5 separate regions of the Mus musculus genome follow, and all the other regions are linked to region 1. A link is a contact called in public HiChIP or PLAC-seq and promoter capture Hi-C data. All regions are on one chromosome and are shown on one strand. The core of a region is the stretch at or near the end of the contact, and the rest is flanking DNA. Distances in the headings are between cores, read along the strand shown. Region 1 holds the start of 1810019D21Rik (RIKEN cDNA 1810019D21 gene). Region 2 overlaps Ranbp10 (RAN binding protein 10). Region 3 holds the start of Cdh3 (cadherin 3). Region 4 overlaps Gfod2 (glucose-fructose oxidoreductase domain containing 2). Region 5 holds the start of Gfod2 (glucose-fructose oxidoreductase domain containing 2).

Region 1 (2,717 bases), core at 176-2,675:
TATTTCTGCTTTACCACTTCTGGCTTCGAGAACAACTGACCTGAGAGGAGATGGCATGGGGGTCAGCAGGGTCTGGTGGAGGAAGTCTCTCCACCAAGCTCAGCAAAAATAGGACCGGTGAGGGCATTGAGGACGCGGCAGAGGGGTTTCTACCTTGTGTTCTCTTAGAGAAGGTCACAAGTCAGCAAGGGGACTCTGTTGAAGGGATGGGCACTCACCCAGTCCTGACAGTAGCTGGCAAGCAGGGCAAGAATCTTACCATTGGACCCTTCAAGTAGGTGGAGAATAACAGCTACCATAGTCTTCACTTCCCAGACCCCAAAGTCATCTTCGGTAGCATCTGTTTCTAGTCCCAAGTCTATAGGCAGAGAAGTGACAACTGAGGTCCAGGTCTGTACATCCCACGTCACCCCGAAACACCCAGAGAATCCTAGCAAACACTAGTTGTGGCCCAGTTCATACATGTACCTACAGGTCCTCAGACCAAACACAGACATGTCCACATTCCAAATGTATCCCAAAGAATGAGGCTAAAAACATAGACCTGTCTACATTCATACAGCCCATACGGCATCATGCACATGCTTGGACATATTAGTCACCCCTCCACCTTAATTTTGATGGGTCACAGATACCCTGTGCCATGGTGCCCACTGTGAGGTCTCTGGCGGAGCAGGTGCTTGGGTGCTGCATATGGAATTCTCTGCGGAGGTCGTAGAAGGAGAAGAAGGTGTCGGGGAGCACCAGGTTCTGGGAGCACATGGGAGTGGGGGTGAATAGGTAACCTAAGGTGTTTACAACAGGGGCCTTGGGAACCCAACCGTACCCATGTGCCCTCAATGACATACCTTCCTGGAGGCCTCAGGATGCAGAACCTGTCGCAACAGCTGCTGCCCATCAGTGCAGAGCACATAGGGGCCCCCGCCCAGCAGAGCCACATCCCCGCTCACCAGCTGTGAGAACTGGGGACAGGGAGTGGAGACTCAGACATAGACTCACAGCTAGACAGCTGAAACTGGGGGGGAGGGGTAGCAGGAGGGAGGGACTCAGGCTGCAAAGCTGGTTCATCAGGATGTTCAACCCTACCCTGCCTGGGAAGTAAAAGGCCTTGCCCTAAATCCCAGGCTCCTAATCCCCACCCCTAGCCTAGTTCCCTGTCACCTCCTCTAGGCCAAATGAGAGCAGTCGCACATAACCCAAGCCCCCATTAAACACACTCCAGGAGTCTGGAGTCGGGCCAGAGCAAACACCTGGTGGAGTGAGGCAAGCAGGTGGGGAGGGGAGGAGCAAAGCAGGTTAAACCTGTCCTGGACCAGGCACCACCCTCAGACAGGTGGGGGAGGTTCACACCTGCCCGAGGGCCAAAAGGCCCATGGTCAATGGCAGCCCCGCCCCTTGGTCCGACCAACCCAGGAACAGAGCCACCAAGGACAGAGCTTCATACTTGGCCACTCGCAGCAGCCTGAGCTTTGACCCACACCCCATCGACCAACTGGCACAGAACTGTTTGCTCGTAGAGGGGGGTGGGTGGCACTCTGAAGGCTATCCAGCACGATCCGGCCCTTTCCCTTGGCAATTCTGTGACACTTTCCAATCTAAGGCCGACAGAGCAAGGCAACCAGATTTTTTTCTACAGCACCCTCCCAGGTGAGCAGTGGGCCTGGAGCCCTTCTGTAACCTGGCATCTGTAGGTCTTCTCATTAAGAACGAGAGTCAGAAGAGGAAAGGACTTAACACTCATTACAACTCAGTCATGGGGTGAGTGAGCAATGCAAACAGGGAAAACTCACTCCCACTTGGCCAGGGTGCGGGGTGGGTATGGGAGGGGGCATGCGCCTAGGCCTTTGCGCTCATTGGGCAGGTAGCCCCTAGATAATGTTCGGACAGCACCCACTCACCCACGCCTGGCCAGTCAGCTGGGACAGGCAGGCCTAAACCAGCCGGCCTCACCTAGAGGCGTCTGCCCCCGAGGCAGACACCGCCCGACGCCCTCGCTTCAGCGGTTCCCAGGAGAGCAGGCGGCAGAGACCAAGTGATCTACCGCTAAACCTGAGCCCACCTCGACCCTATTTCTGACGTGTCCTCTGCTAGCGGGGGGAGTGGGAGGGAGAGGAAGGGGCCTCGGGGGGATGGATCCCTTAGCCGCTATTGTCAACTTCCTCGGCAGGAGTGGATGTCTGTAAAGGTTGGAAGGTAAGGTGGCTCTGGGAATGGCCTAGCACGCTTCCACGCGGTAGTCGCTCAAAAGTTTCAAACAAGACCTTGTCCTACTGGCCGTGCCACTGGGTCGCGTCGCTCCAGGTCTCCCCTCCTCCCCTCCCCCTCGAAGTAGTGTCCCTGCCACTCCGCAGTTCCACCACCCACGCGGGCCCCCACGCTCACCTGTTGCAGCACTTTGTCCAGGGACTCCGCCCGCGCTAGGCTGTCTGCGCTGAGTCCACTCGCCTCGCGGCATTGTGGACTCAGGGCAGCCGCCTCGGCGCGAACTAGCGACTTGTGCAGCGTCCCCACCTAAAAGCACCGAGGGTAACCCCATGAGCCGCTGTGCCTCAACAGGCTCTGAAGCGTCCCGAGGTCCCCTCTTTCCCACCCTACCTGTCGGCTGCGCGGCTCCACCACTTGCCAAACTAGGAGGATTAAGTCGGTCTCGTCCGAGCCTAGGTCCGGCCCCAGCGCACCGGCAGTGGCCCCGAACAAAACCACCAGCGACTGAGGTT
Region 2 (2,822 bases), core at 5-2,504, 340 kb before region 1:
AAACTCACCAAAGAGCCAAGAAAACCCGAACTTTCTGACTGATTTGCTCCCTCCCAGCGAGCAAGGATTAGAGGCTGCATAACTATCCTCCATGTGTGGGCTTCTGCAGTGCCAGGGATTGAAACTTTACACGCCAGGTAAACACTCTGCCAAGTAAGTTGCAACCCCAAACTTCATTTTTACAAGCAATGGTCAGCAACTCTCTGGAGATAAACAAACAGCTTACAGTCCAACTGTCCACTGCTCTAAGCACTAGGGCTTGCTCAGTCACCTCCCAAAGAGCTAGCCGCTTCCATCTCTCCCCCAGGAATTCTGTCCAGGTCACTTCATGAAGTTCCGGGCCACTGAGACAGGTTCTAACTGGTCCCCTTGTAGCTGTTGCTGTCCTTCCAACCTGTACTGTGGCTTCCTCAAAACACCCAAGACAATCCACACGCCCTACTGGACCCTGCCAACCGTACAACCCAGTCCCACTGGCCTCCAGTCATCCTCTTACACCTCAGCAATTCTGTACCTCTTCTATCAGGATCTTTATTCTACCTACAGCTTTCTTCCCCATCTGACCTCCCCTTACCACGTGTCATCTCACAACCCTGGCCTGACTCATCCCGCCCTGATCAGTCCCTTCAAAGCACGGATGCCCAATGTGGGGTTCTCAACTACATGTTTCTCCCCTACTGGGCAAGTTTCACAGAAGGGGAGACTAGTTACCTCAGGGCTACACTCAGTGCCCATCACAGAGTATGTGCACGATGCATTATTGGGTTACAATGAATGAGACACCCCCCATAAAGCACCAAGAACAGACAGCCTAGAACACGAGGCCACTTGGTTATCTACAGCCCCAAGAGCAAAGGGCCTGGGGGGCGAGGGTCAAGGAAAATTCTGTTCACACAATGCTATAATGGAAACAAGGAAAGCTTCCCAAGCTTCCTGTGGAAACAGACCTGGTGCTGCTTCCCCAGAAGCTCCACAACAAAGGGAGCAAGGCAACTTGACACCCACAGCCTGTCTAGAGAAGACAGACCTCCAAGAAGATGAGGGCACGTGCCCTGACAAGTTTCCCTGCAACACTGGAAAAGCTAGCCCACAGGGGCCAACCTCTAGGGCCTCCTTGGCCCAGGATCAAGGGTGATCCTTTTCATTCTAGTGGCCTCTTTCAGGATGAAAGAGTATTGCTGCTACCACTTATAAATGCTGAAGCGGCAGCTTGACACTGACCCCACCCAGCAATTCCAGGCGAGTTGCCAGAACATGAGGAGGGAGGGCACCTAACTCCTCCAACCAGCCGGAGCGCTCAGTGCACCCCTCAGATCACAGTTCTTATCCATGCTGAAGGTATTTCTGTTTGTCTAAAACAGAGTTTCACTTACATAGCCCAAGCTGGCTTCAAGAGATCTTTCTCTCCTGAGATGAACGCAAGAGCCATCACACCTGACTATTTGTTTTTAAATTGAAGAGCAAAATTTTTGTTTGTTTATTTGTTTGTTTTGGTTTTGGTTTTTTTTTTTTTTTTTTTTCCGAGGCAGTGTTTCTCTGTGTAGTCCTGGCTGTCCTGGAACTCACTCTGTAGACCAGGCTGGCCTCGAACTCAGAAATCCGCCTGCCTGCCTCTGCCTCACAAGTGCCGAGATTAAAGGCGTGCGCCACCACCGCCCGGCAAAGTGCATTTTACTAAAGGGCCTAAGCTGGTTGAGAACTCACAAGCTTCCAGCCTCCGGTTCCTGACAGATGTGTGCCAGCACACCCAGCCCTGGTGAGGTTCTTGTACTTTCCTGTGACTCCCCACGGGTACCTGGATATCCATGGCTCCCCAGAAAGAAGTGACTAAGCCCCACTTTCTAGTCCTCCCTCCGTATTGAGCATAATCCATACACCCATCTCCAGGTGACCTGCAAACAAAAGCACAAAAGGCCCTTACCACATGTTAGGGGCAAACCCCACACTCACAAACCCAACAAGCTTTGATTTCTCACCCAAACAACCCTCAAAACAAAACAAAAATGACTTTCTCTAAAATGTACTGACTCGTAGGTGGTTTGCTTTGCTTTGCTTTGCTTTGTTGTTTCACATTGTCTTGTTTCTATGTGTGTGGTGGATTGGAAGAAGGGATGTATGTTGTAGCGAGATTTCCCTACCTGTGGGTTCTTCTTCCCTCCACCCTTTTTCTCCCACCTTTCAACCCCTTAAACCTAGATAAGAGAGAAAAAAGGATATGGAGAAAAGAAAGAGATCCCTGAATAAAGTCGGGGTCAGGAAGGGGGGCTATTGTTAGACTTCCTGCTGATTAGGGGCGTTGAGTTCCTTGGGGCAAGTTTGATCTTTACAGTCAGGATATCTAATTTCTTCTTGTTGTTTCTTCTTTTTGCACCACTACTTAAACTACAACCGACAGCAACCAACAACCCACCAACTGACTCTGCCTCTCAAGGCTCTAGCATTTATATGCCCTCTGAAAAGTCCCCAGAATTCCAAATGTCACAGTCACAGTACTATCTCCAGCTGGCAAAAATCACTAGGCAAATCATAGTCACCTGCTGCGGACAATCTGAAGCAGTCCATATCTCATAACTTGGATTAAAACAAAAACATTCGGGCTGGCGAGGAGGCTTAGCGGGTAAGAGCACTGACTGCTCTTCCAAAGGTCCTGAGTTCAAATCCCAGCAACCACATGGTGGCTCAGAACCACCCATAATGAGATCTGATGCCTTCTTCTGAAGTGTCTGAAAACAGTTACAGTGTATTTACATATAATAAATAAATCTTTCGGGTGAAAAAAAAAACCGAAACATTCATATATTTCTGTGTTTTTTTTTAAGAAA
Region 3 (2,914 bases), core at 229-2,728, 380 kb after region 1:
TGGGGCCGTTGGAACCTGTGCATGGGGTGGCAAGTCTTAGTACTAGGTACAAGGTCTTAGTACTAGGAAGGTAGAGGCAGGAGAATCGGAAGTTCAAGGCCATCCCAGGTGCATAGTTTCAGGCCAGCCTGAGACACATTACACTTTTTTTAAAAAGTCATCATTGTTAAGCTGGTCATTGTGGGTCATTGTCTTTTATTCCAGCAGTTAGGAGCCAGAGACAGAAGGTTTGAATGAATTCAAGGCCAGCCTGAGACTACAATGTGAGAGTCTGCCTCAAAACAAAAGAAAAAAAAAAAAAAACCACACAAACAAGCAAACACAAAAAACGGACAAAGGAGATGGTTTAGCAGGTAAAGCACACTGGAGAAATGGCTCAGAGGTTAAGAACACTGGCTGCTCTTGCAGAGGTCCTGAGTTCAATTCCCAGCAACCACATGGTGGCTCACAACCATCTGTAATGGGATCTGATGCCCTCTTCTGGTGTGTCTGAAGACAGCGACAGTGTACTCACATAAAATAAATAAATACATAAATAAGTGTTAAAAAAAAAAGTTTGGGCCCAGCAGGTAATGCACAATCCTAACGACCTGAGTTCAATCCCAGAATCCATTTAAAGGAGGAAGGCGAGAACCAACTCCACAAAGTCGTCCTCTGACCTTCACATGTGTGCGATGGGCCATTCATACATGACAATAATAAATAACGCAAAAATCTCCATTGTTTGCATTTAACATAAAATTAAGGAAACAATTATATTTGGAGAAAGAAAACATTTATATTGGGGGTGCCAGAAATAATGGGGCTGATAACAAATAGCTTGTGCCCTACCTCAAGCCCTTTGAAGTTACTATGGCTTCCAAACTCTGGGACTTTCTGTACTAGCTGCCTTCCATTTGTCCAGCTGCAAACGGAAGTTACTATTCTCTCACACGTGTATCAGATCGCGTAGCGCGGTCCTTTGAGACCTCGATGCCACTTTTAAAACCCGGGAGCGCTCCCCCGCCCCCGCCCCTGCCCCTCCCCGGCCTAGTGTGGGAGGTAGAGAAAGTGGCAGAGGGCAGACCCCTCTGTAGCGGGTGTAAAGACACGCCCTGCCTTCATCAAAGCTTTGAACACAGCGCCTCCGGTAGCATGAATGGGGAGCCTCTGTTTTTTTGTCGGGTTTCAGATGCGTCTCCACTTTTTTTCCGTTGTAGCTGCCAGCAATGGAATATTTGTCTTCCCGTGCTGCAGAGGCTGAGGTGGAGTGGATTGGGGGGTTTTGTTTTGTTAGATTATTTTCCATCGAAGCCAGAGACTGCGAGAGCCACGGGGTACCTTTCAGAAGTAGTTCCAGAAGAGCAGGGAGGCCGGTGGAGGGCACCAGGGAGGACCTTTAGGGCTTCGAGAGTGCCTTCGGCAGGCTGGCCTCGACCCCACCTGCGAGGGGGCGGGACCTTGTGACGTTGGACCAATCAGCAGCTACCTGAGCGCACCTGGCCTCCTCCCGCGGGCTCCAGCGAGCCGCGGTGCTCAAAGCTGCACCCGGAGCTTAGCAGAGCGCGCCCCACCGTCGCGGCAGCCTTCTCACCTCCCTTCAGTTATGGAGCTTCTTAGTGGGCCTCACGCCTTCCTGCTCCTCCTGCTCCAGGTACCACAGTGCTTTGCCATGGTCCTGACCCGGATTGTTCCCTGGAGGGCGGGTGGGGTTCTCACGCTGCGGGCGTCGGGGGAATCTTAGGGCTGTGCTCCTTGGGGCCAAGGTTGTCCCGGAGGGCCCCCCCCCCAGGACTCCCAAGAATGGGTGTACAGAACCAGGCATGCCTGTGACTCAGCCTCCTCTTTAACCCTTCTACCCTCACACTCAGGTTTGCTGGCTACGCAGCGTGGTCTCCGAGCCCTACCGAGCGGGCTTCATCGGGGAGGCTGGAGTGACCTTGGAGGTGGAAGGAACTGACCTGGAGCCGAGCCAAGTTCTGGGGAAAGGTAAGACCCCTCCCGGAGCCAGCCTGGATGGAGCCACAGTGCGGAAGACCACACGTGCTTCGCTTTACTGTGGCGCATCGGAAGGTTGTCTAGAGCAGAGCTGGGACGTCTTGGAGCCACCCCACATCCTCGGGAGGCGTAGAAAGTGGCTCCCGGGCTGGGCTGGGCGCGAGAAGGCTGAGCAACGGTGCGCCTACTAACGTCCAGCTCTTCTGTGCCTCGCTGCTACTGTTGTTGCTTATCTTGACCTCTCGGTGCCTCGCGGCTGAGCCCCTCACCCAGCCCCGACGTGGAAAACTCTCCCGCCCCGCCACAGTAGAGGAATGCGCAGTGCACATTCCTCCCGCAACCCCCGCGCAGGTGTGGAGATGAACCGTGCCCTGAGCAGCCCCCTTCGCCCCTTCTCTGGCCCCCTTTGTGAACCGTGCTTTGTGTCTCCGACAGACAGACCCGGTCTGTTTCTCTTCTCCAGGCTGCCCTCCCCGCCCCCCTTCTTCCCGGGCAGCTGGAATGCACTCTTAACCCTGCCATTCCCGGAGGGCCTGCGCCCCTGCAGCCTGCCTGCGAATGGCCTGGCACACCTGGGCGGAGGGCATCACGCACCGGGAACACTAGGTCCCTCACTCCAAGCGTCTTGGTACTAGGATGTTAATTACTTGAGTCGCGGGGGAAGGGGGGAAGGCAGTCTGTGTCCCAAGCCGACCAGTGAGTGAGCGAGCGAGCGATCAAAGCACATTTTGATCTTTCTGTTGCGATTTTCTCCACTCAAGTTCAAAAACTTAAAAGTGGAGGGTCATTTCGGTACTGAGAACCACCAGTGTGTCATGAGACTCGGGCATCTATCAGCTGGTTAGCGGGCTCTTTGACTACAGAGGACAGTGGGATTTTTCTCGGGAGTTTAAACCCAAGTTGTTAAACTCGGATCCTTAAGTAAAGTTCCAGAGAA
Region 4 (2,804 bases), core at 160-2,659, 410 kb before region 1:
ATCGATAGGAAAGTAGATTCTAATATCACAGAGGCTAGGCAGCTGCCCAGCTCTTATGCTGATTAAAGCTTATTGTAAATATAAAGGCTGTGTGTGTTTTTTTTTTAATCCAGGAACTTAATAAACCAAAGGCAGGGTAGAAACCCTGGGCCAGGATTTAAAGTTCCTACAACATATACCACCATCCGAGTGGGTTAAGTCTTTCGTAGTTCTTGAGACTGAATCCTGGTTTTCATAAATGCAGGCAAACACTCTACCAACTGAACTATACCCCAGCCCTTCAGTTTCTTTCATTGACAACAAAGACAGTTGGGTCTGTGACCCTTCATCCACAGTTTGCAGCAAACCACCCAGGAAGTTTGCCCAGAGAGAATGGCACCCACCCCAGAGAGGCAGGAAATCTGAGGTGCTTGAGAAATTACTTCTATCCCAGGTGACATTGCTTCTTTGGTGGTGCTGTGCAGGGAACCTTGCAGGGCAGGGTGGAGTGTGGGATATGGTGTGTGGGGTGGGGTGTACCACACCACACAAGTTCTGTGAGAACACACAGCGGGTGCTGGACTGGACACTGCACGGGGCACCAGCAAGCCTCACTGTTCTTTTACTTCAAGTCTCAAAGGCTAGAGGCTACGGTTCTAACAGACATGGGAAGGAGGAATGGTGAAAACCTGGACCTGTGTCACATGTCACATACCTGCAAGTCTGTGTCAGCGCTGTGTGCCTCACACTGCTGTCTTCACCAAACCCCGTGTCTGTCATAGGCTCACCACATTATATTCCAGCCCACGAGACATGCTGAGGTAGATGGAAGCTTCAGGGAACTGTGAAAATTTCTCTTGTGCTCCAGGTCTAAAGGAGCTGAGCTGAAGTTAGACTGTTCCAACAGCTACCGCCTAAGTGACTGTCTTGTCTTCCTCCAATTCTAAAAGGACTGCAGTTACAGCGCTTAGATCCTTAATTAAGAACAACAGTAACACAAAGAAAAATAGCAAGAGAGACAGATCCTGTAACAGAAGAAGAGAAGAGAAGAGAAGAGAAGAGAAGAGAAGAGAAGAGAAGAGACGAGATGAGACGAGACACCAGGATCAGTGGCACACACATAATCCCAGCACTCAGAAGGGTGAGGCAGGAGTGTGAGTTGGGGGATAGCCGGAGCTACATAGTAAACTCTTATTTCAAGATCTATATGATGAAAAGAAGAACCTGCCTATAGTTCACAGGCAAGAGGAACTCACTAGGAACCTGAAGAACAGCTCACCAGGTCACACCCAGTCAGGTTCCCAGGAGAGTGGACATGTGAGCAGGCTATTCTGTGGTGTGTGTCAGGAAAGCCAGGCCTGACAGAGCACCTTCCTGCTGTCTGGCAATACCAGATTGCAGTTTGCCAGGAAGGGTGGTGCTCATTACAGCCAAGGGCTGACAAAGCACAGGAAGCGGGAGCCTTCTAGACAACCTCCTCTCCTTCCTGTGGTGCTGCTTGCTACAGCGGGACAGAACAAACACATCCATCACATCTGAGGGTCCGGGGGTCCGGGGAAGTGCTGACCTCCCCACAGCAGGCTGGACAGTGAAGGAGGGCAGCCGTCTCTAGCTCCTTGATGGGCTGAGCTTCTGCCCCGAGGGTTAGTGGTGAATAGGGAGCAGAGAGGGTTAGAGCTTTTAGAATCTCCAGCATGTCCTTCCCCACCTCTGCCCCAGCGATATCCCAGAGCACCACTACCCGCAGGTGCAGACAAAGAAGGAATGGCCAGGCCTAGGAGAGGGCCGGGCACTGTGGAGGACTGCCCAGAGGAGGAAACACAGTCTGCCGCTGTAGCCTGAAGATGCATACCTAGAGCCTTCACGGATATCTGCCGGGTGAGCGGAGGTGGGATGTTGATGCAGACCAGGTCTACGTCTTGATGCAGCAAGACGTCGTCTGTGCGGCTGGTGTAGAAGGTGATGTTCATCTCCTCGGCCAGCTGCTTTGCCTCTTCCTCAGTCTTCCCCCACAGGGCCTCCACGGTGAAGCCCTCTGCCCTCAGCAGCGGGACCAGGACCCGGGCTGAGCTGCCAGTCCCGAACACACCGACTCCTGGGAGCAGCTTCATCCTGGCCTCTGCTCAAGCACTCATGTCCTTACAAGGGTCCCCGGGATGCAGCTGACCGTCCCGTCATCCTGATCAAACATGGCTCCTAAAACAGAAATGAACTGGTCAGCGGCAGAGATTACACTCAGAGGAGCCTAGATTCTAAGGCAATTTGGAAGCAACAAGCTCTCTGTCCCCGAAACACAAAGTATTTTTCCAAAATAAAAAGCTGAAGAATCTTGTTCCTGGCACACTGGATACCACCGTCACCTACTGGACACAGAGAAAACAAGTAAACTATGAAAAGTAGGGTCAAGTCCTTATTCTACCTAACCCTGGTCAAGTGATTTAGCCTTCAAGGCTTCAACTACAAAATAAAGATCTTTAGACTTCCTTCTAAAAAGCATTGTGTGTGTGTGTGTGTGTGTGTGTGTGTGTGTGTTTGTGTGTATACCTGAGTATATAGGGTTTGAGACTCCAAATCAAAAACACAAAAAGAAATGGTTCTCTTTTCCTTTTTTTGCAAACAGATGTTCACCCTGGAGCACTTGGAAGTCCAAAGAAGGAGTATTGTATGCGTAAGGCCAGCCTGGTCGATGAGCAAGAGTCTGTCTCAAAAAAAAAAAGCTGAAAAAATATTAAAAAAAAAACCAAAACAGAGGGGGCTGGAGAGATAGCTCAGTGGTTAAAAGCACTGACTGATCTTCCAGAGGTCCTGAGTTCAACTCCCAGCAA
Region 5 (2,700 bases), core at 46-2,545, 380 kb before region 1:
GACAATCATCTTCTCTTTACCACTTCATATCATACGGGCTGTTTCTTTCAACTGAATGGTCTTCCATTAAGAAGTCTTTGTGCGCGGGCAGTGGTGGCACACGCCTTTAATCTCAGCACTCAGGAGGCAGAGGCAGGTGGATTTCTGAGTTCGAGGCCAGCCTGGTCTACAGAGTGAGTTCCAGGACAGCCCGGGCTACACAGAGAAACCCTGTCTCGAGGGGGGAAAAAATAAAAAAGTCTTTGTGGCCACAAATCATAAAGTTAGTGCTGCGGCCGGTTTTCATTTCTTTCTCATGTACTCTTTACTTAGCAGGACACTGGGAGCAAGGAACATAAGTGTAAGATAACTTCCTTGCTGTCTATCCAACGCAATTTTATACCTTTACATTTCCGTCCTGTTCTTTAGATTCTGAGGCAGTCCGGAAGGCAAACTGTCCTCATGGCCATTCACCAATGCCCATCTCTCCAGGCATGTCTTTCCTCACCAGGGCTGTAATAAAGCCCTGACAGAAACACCTCATCTCATCTTTTGTTTCCACAAGTCCATCCGTTTGTTTGTTTGTTTGTTTCCTGAGCTACAAAAGCAGGCCATGGCCAACCAGGCACTCAGGCAGGGCTGGCAGGGTAAATCAAATGCTTCTAGGATGTTCCTTTTTCAAGCTTTTACCTGAACACCAGTTTCTTACATACTTTCTGCCTCAAGTGCAATCTCATTTTTCAATAGCTAGTAAGGCGACGAGTCCTTTGTCTGAAGTGTCCACACCTCACAAATCCTCATCCACAAAGCGCCCATCCTCACTCAGGTAATGGGGTGATCTGCTCCGCAATGGGCGGGGTAGCCTAGGGTTTCACATCTTTATGGGGATGGGTTAGGTTCAAGCAAGATCCTTACAGGATCCAAAATTCTGCGTCCGAATGTAGCAGGTCCCATCTCCGAGGTGGAGAAAACGAACCTCGGAGCGACCTCGTACTCAATGCCGTGCACACACTGGCATTTAGCACAGCCCTCCTCCAGCCAGGGCCCCCGCGTATACTCGCTTCCAACCTCCGGAGCCGGGCGGCGGCAGAGGCCGGGCCAGCGCCCGCTCCCGGCCGCGCCATGCCCTCTTTCACCCTCGCCCGCCGCCGGCTGCCTCTCACCTGGCATGCTGGCATTGCCCGCCCAGAGCTGCACGAGAGACCATGGATCCGGAGGGGTTTCCGAGGCCGTCCGCCTGCCCTGAGGGAGGCTAGTGCGGATGCGCGCGCGCCGGAATCCAAAGCACCGATACCGGGAACACGCCGCCTGGTTTCTAAGGAACAGGGGTCTCTGGTACGGAGGGGCGGGGCGGCAGGAGGACAGCGCATGCTCAGTGATGGGAGGTGGACCCGCGGGAGGCGGGGCCGGGATGAAGAGCTGCGCATGCTCGCGCCTTGGGGGTGGTGCTTGGGAAACCTTCAGGGAGCCTATTGCTGTCAAGTTTTCGGTGGTAGATGTGTTGATGGTAGCTGTGCTTCCAGCTTCGGGCGCTCTCAGATTTGCCAACCGGCCTCAAGAATGTAGATAGATGCTTTAGAGTGTTTCCTGGAATGAAGGTCTCGACAACGACCTATGTAGAAGCACAGGTATCTCCAACTGGTCGGATTTCTTTTTTGTTCGTTTTTTTTTTTTTTTTTTTTTAGTTTGTTTGTTTGTTTTTTGTTTTTTTTTCGAGACAGTGTTTCTCTGTATAGCCCTGGCTGTCCTGGAACTCACTTGTAGACCAGGCTAGCCTCGAACTCAGAAATCCGCCTGCCTCTGCCTCTTCCTCTGCCTCCCAAGTGCTGGGATTAAAGGTGTGCGCCACCATGCCGGGCCTGGTCAGATTTCTTGACAGGAAAGATTGGCTTTCGTGTTTGCTCAGGTGTCTGGTCTCTTTCTCTGGGTGTTCTTTAGTTGTTCTTTAAACGTCGTTTCTCTTTTAGGCTGTAATCTGAAGTTCCCCTGACCTCCTTATGGAGCCTGTGTTCTCCCAGGGAAATACATCTTGTAATGAGGTCAGCCTTAGTTTTACAGTGAAGCCGGTTGACTTCAGTGTGAAATTGGCTCTGTAGAATGTGACTGGGTTGGTTTTTTGTTTATGTATGTGTGTGGGAAGACTCTCTTGGTTACTTCTTAGTTGCAAAAAGGGAGGCTCCCAGTCCTCATCCCACAGCAAGCTGGAGAGATAGACTATGCCTGCTGACCTGAGGGGGTTCTGTGACCCTTTATCAGTTGTAGGACTTGCCACCATTACCACTTTGTCTCTACCCCTGGCAACTTCCAGAGTGAAACAAAATCTTAACTTTGAATCCTCTTCTTCAAATGGGCCTTTGTCTCCTGTCCATTGGAGACAAAGGATCAGAGTTAAAAATAAAAAGTGGATGTGCTGGGCTGGAGAGGTGGCTCAGTGGTTAAGAACACTGACTGCTCTTGCAGAAGACCAGGGTTCAGTTCCCAGCAACCACATGGTGGCTCACAGCCATCTGTAATGGGATCTGATACACTCTTCTGGTGTGTCTGAAGACAACAACAATGTACTTGTATAAATAAAAATATCTTTTTTAAAAATTGGATGTACTTTTTTTTATTTCTTGACCATGGTAATTCTTAGATCAAGGTTTTTCAGTAGGGATACTACTGTCATTTGAAGCATGATAGTTTTTTGTTGGCTAGAGCCTTTTGCTATAGGATGCTTAA

What was found. Promoter capture Hi-C pulls out the DNA fragments that hold promoters and counts their contacts. HiChIP or PLAC-seq counts read pairs in DNA pulled down with a chosen protein or histone mark.
Region 2: a contact with region 1 is called in a promoter capture Hi-C map of stem cell-derived epiblast-like cells, with 2.5 times the contacts expected there. The contact joins the enhancer-like site here to the promoter of 1810019D21Rik in region 1. A contact is called at or near these places in 4 of 39 promoter capture datasets (the C10 cell line, liver, pre-B cells and 1 more), 1 of 484 Hi-C or Micro-C datasets (liver), 2 of 115 datasets of contacts at active chromatin or transcription factors (both in embryonic stem cells) and 1 of 9 other capture datasets (liver).
Region 3: a contact with region 1 is called in an H3K4me3 HiChIP or PLAC-seq map of embryonic stem cells, with 3 times the contacts expected there. The contact joins the promoter of Cdh3 here to the promoter of 1810019D21Rik in region 1. A contact is called at or near these places in 2 of 39 promoter capture datasets (cranial neural crest and embryonic stem cells), 4 of 484 Hi-C or Micro-C datasets (the G1E-ER4 cell line, embryonic stem cells and epidermal suprabasal cells) and 2 of 115 datasets of contacts at active chromatin or transcription factors (embryonic stem cells and pancreatic cancer cells).
Region 4: a contact with region 1 is called in a promoter capture Hi-C map of pre-B cells, with 2.9 times the contacts expected there. The contact joins the enhancer-like site here to the promoter of 1810019D21Rik in region 1. A contact is called at or near these places in 14 of 39 promoter capture datasets (the C10 cell line, the HPC-7 cell line, cranial neural crest and 8 more), 3 of 15 datasets of contacts at CTCF or cohesin (embryonic stem cells, large pre-B cells and stem cell-derived epiblast-like cells), 8 of 484 Hi-C or Micro-C datasets (B cells, the G1E-ER4 cell line, embryonic stem cells and 1 more), 8 of 115 datasets of contacts at active chromatin or transcription factors (bone marrow-derived macrophages, embryonic stem cells and stem cell-derived neural progenitor cells) and 3 of 9 other capture datasets (adipose tissue, embryonic stem cells and liver).
Region 5: a contact with region 1 is called in a promoter capture Hi-C map of hippocampal neurons, with 4 times the contacts expected there. The contact joins the promoter of Gfod2 here to the promoter of 1810019D21Rik in region 1. A contact is called at or near these places in 8 of 39 promoter capture datasets (the C10 cell line, cranial neural crest, embryonic stem cells and 4 more), 1 of 484 Hi-C or Micro-C datasets (liver), 3 of 115 datasets of contacts at active chromatin or transcription factors (bone marrow-derived macrophages, embryonic stem cells and extraembryonic endoderm stem cells) and 3 of 9 other capture datasets (embryonic stem cells, liver and pancreatic islet).

What each region holds. Positions count from the first base shown.
Region 1 is chr8:106,133,975-106,136,691 of GRCm38.p6, forward strand. It overlaps 1810019D21Rik (RIKEN cDNA 1810019D21 gene), which reads left to right and starts at 1,426. Exons shown (of 4, transcript NR_040346.1): 1 at 1,426-1,647. Esrp2 (epithelial splicing regulatory protein 2) reads right to left here. Exons shown (of 15, transcript NM_176838.2): 1 at 2,596-2,717; 2 at 2,383-2,511; 3 at 849-962; 4 at 636-750; 5 at 260-358; 6 at 1-40.
Region 2 is chr8:105,798,422-105,801,243 of GRCm38.p6, forward strand. The region is part of intron 3 of Ranbp10 (RAN binding protein 10); the gene reads right to left. Among named protein-coding and RNA genes, the nearest start is that of Ranbp10, 27 kb to the right of the region's middle. Within about 2 kb of position 1,255, at least 94 of the 459 cell types and tissues checked have an H3K27ac peak or open chromatin away from gene starts, as enhancers often do. A contact at or near this core is called in embryonic stem cells, liver and stem cell-derived epiblast-like cells, where this site is marked.
Region 3 is chr8:106,509,374-106,512,287 of GRCm38.p6, forward strand. Cdh3 (cadherin 3) reads left to right here and starts at 1,479. Exons shown (of 16, transcript NM_001037809.5): 1 at 1,479-1,633; 2 at 1,851-1,968. The coding sequence starts at 1,586.
Region 4 is chr8:105,726,157-105,728,960 of GRCm38.p6, forward strand. Gfod2 (glucose-fructose oxidoreductase domain containing 2) reads right to left here. Exons shown (of 3, transcript NM_027469.5): 2 at 1,832-2,175. The coding sequence starts at 2,090. Among named protein-coding and RNA genes, the nearest start is that of 4933405L10Rik, 19 kb to the left of the region's middle. Within about 2 kb of position 1,410, at least 69 of the 459 cell types and tissues checked have an H3K27ac peak or open chromatin away from gene starts, as enhancers often do. A contact at or near this core is called in the HPC-7 cell line, adipose tissue, hematopoietic stem and progenitor cells and 2 more, where this site is marked.
Region 5 is chr8:105,757,312-105,760,011 of GRCm38.p6, forward strand. Gfod2 (glucose-fructose oxidoreductase domain containing 2) reads right to left here and starts at 1,296. Exons shown (of 3, transcript NM_027469.5): 1 at 1,143-1,296.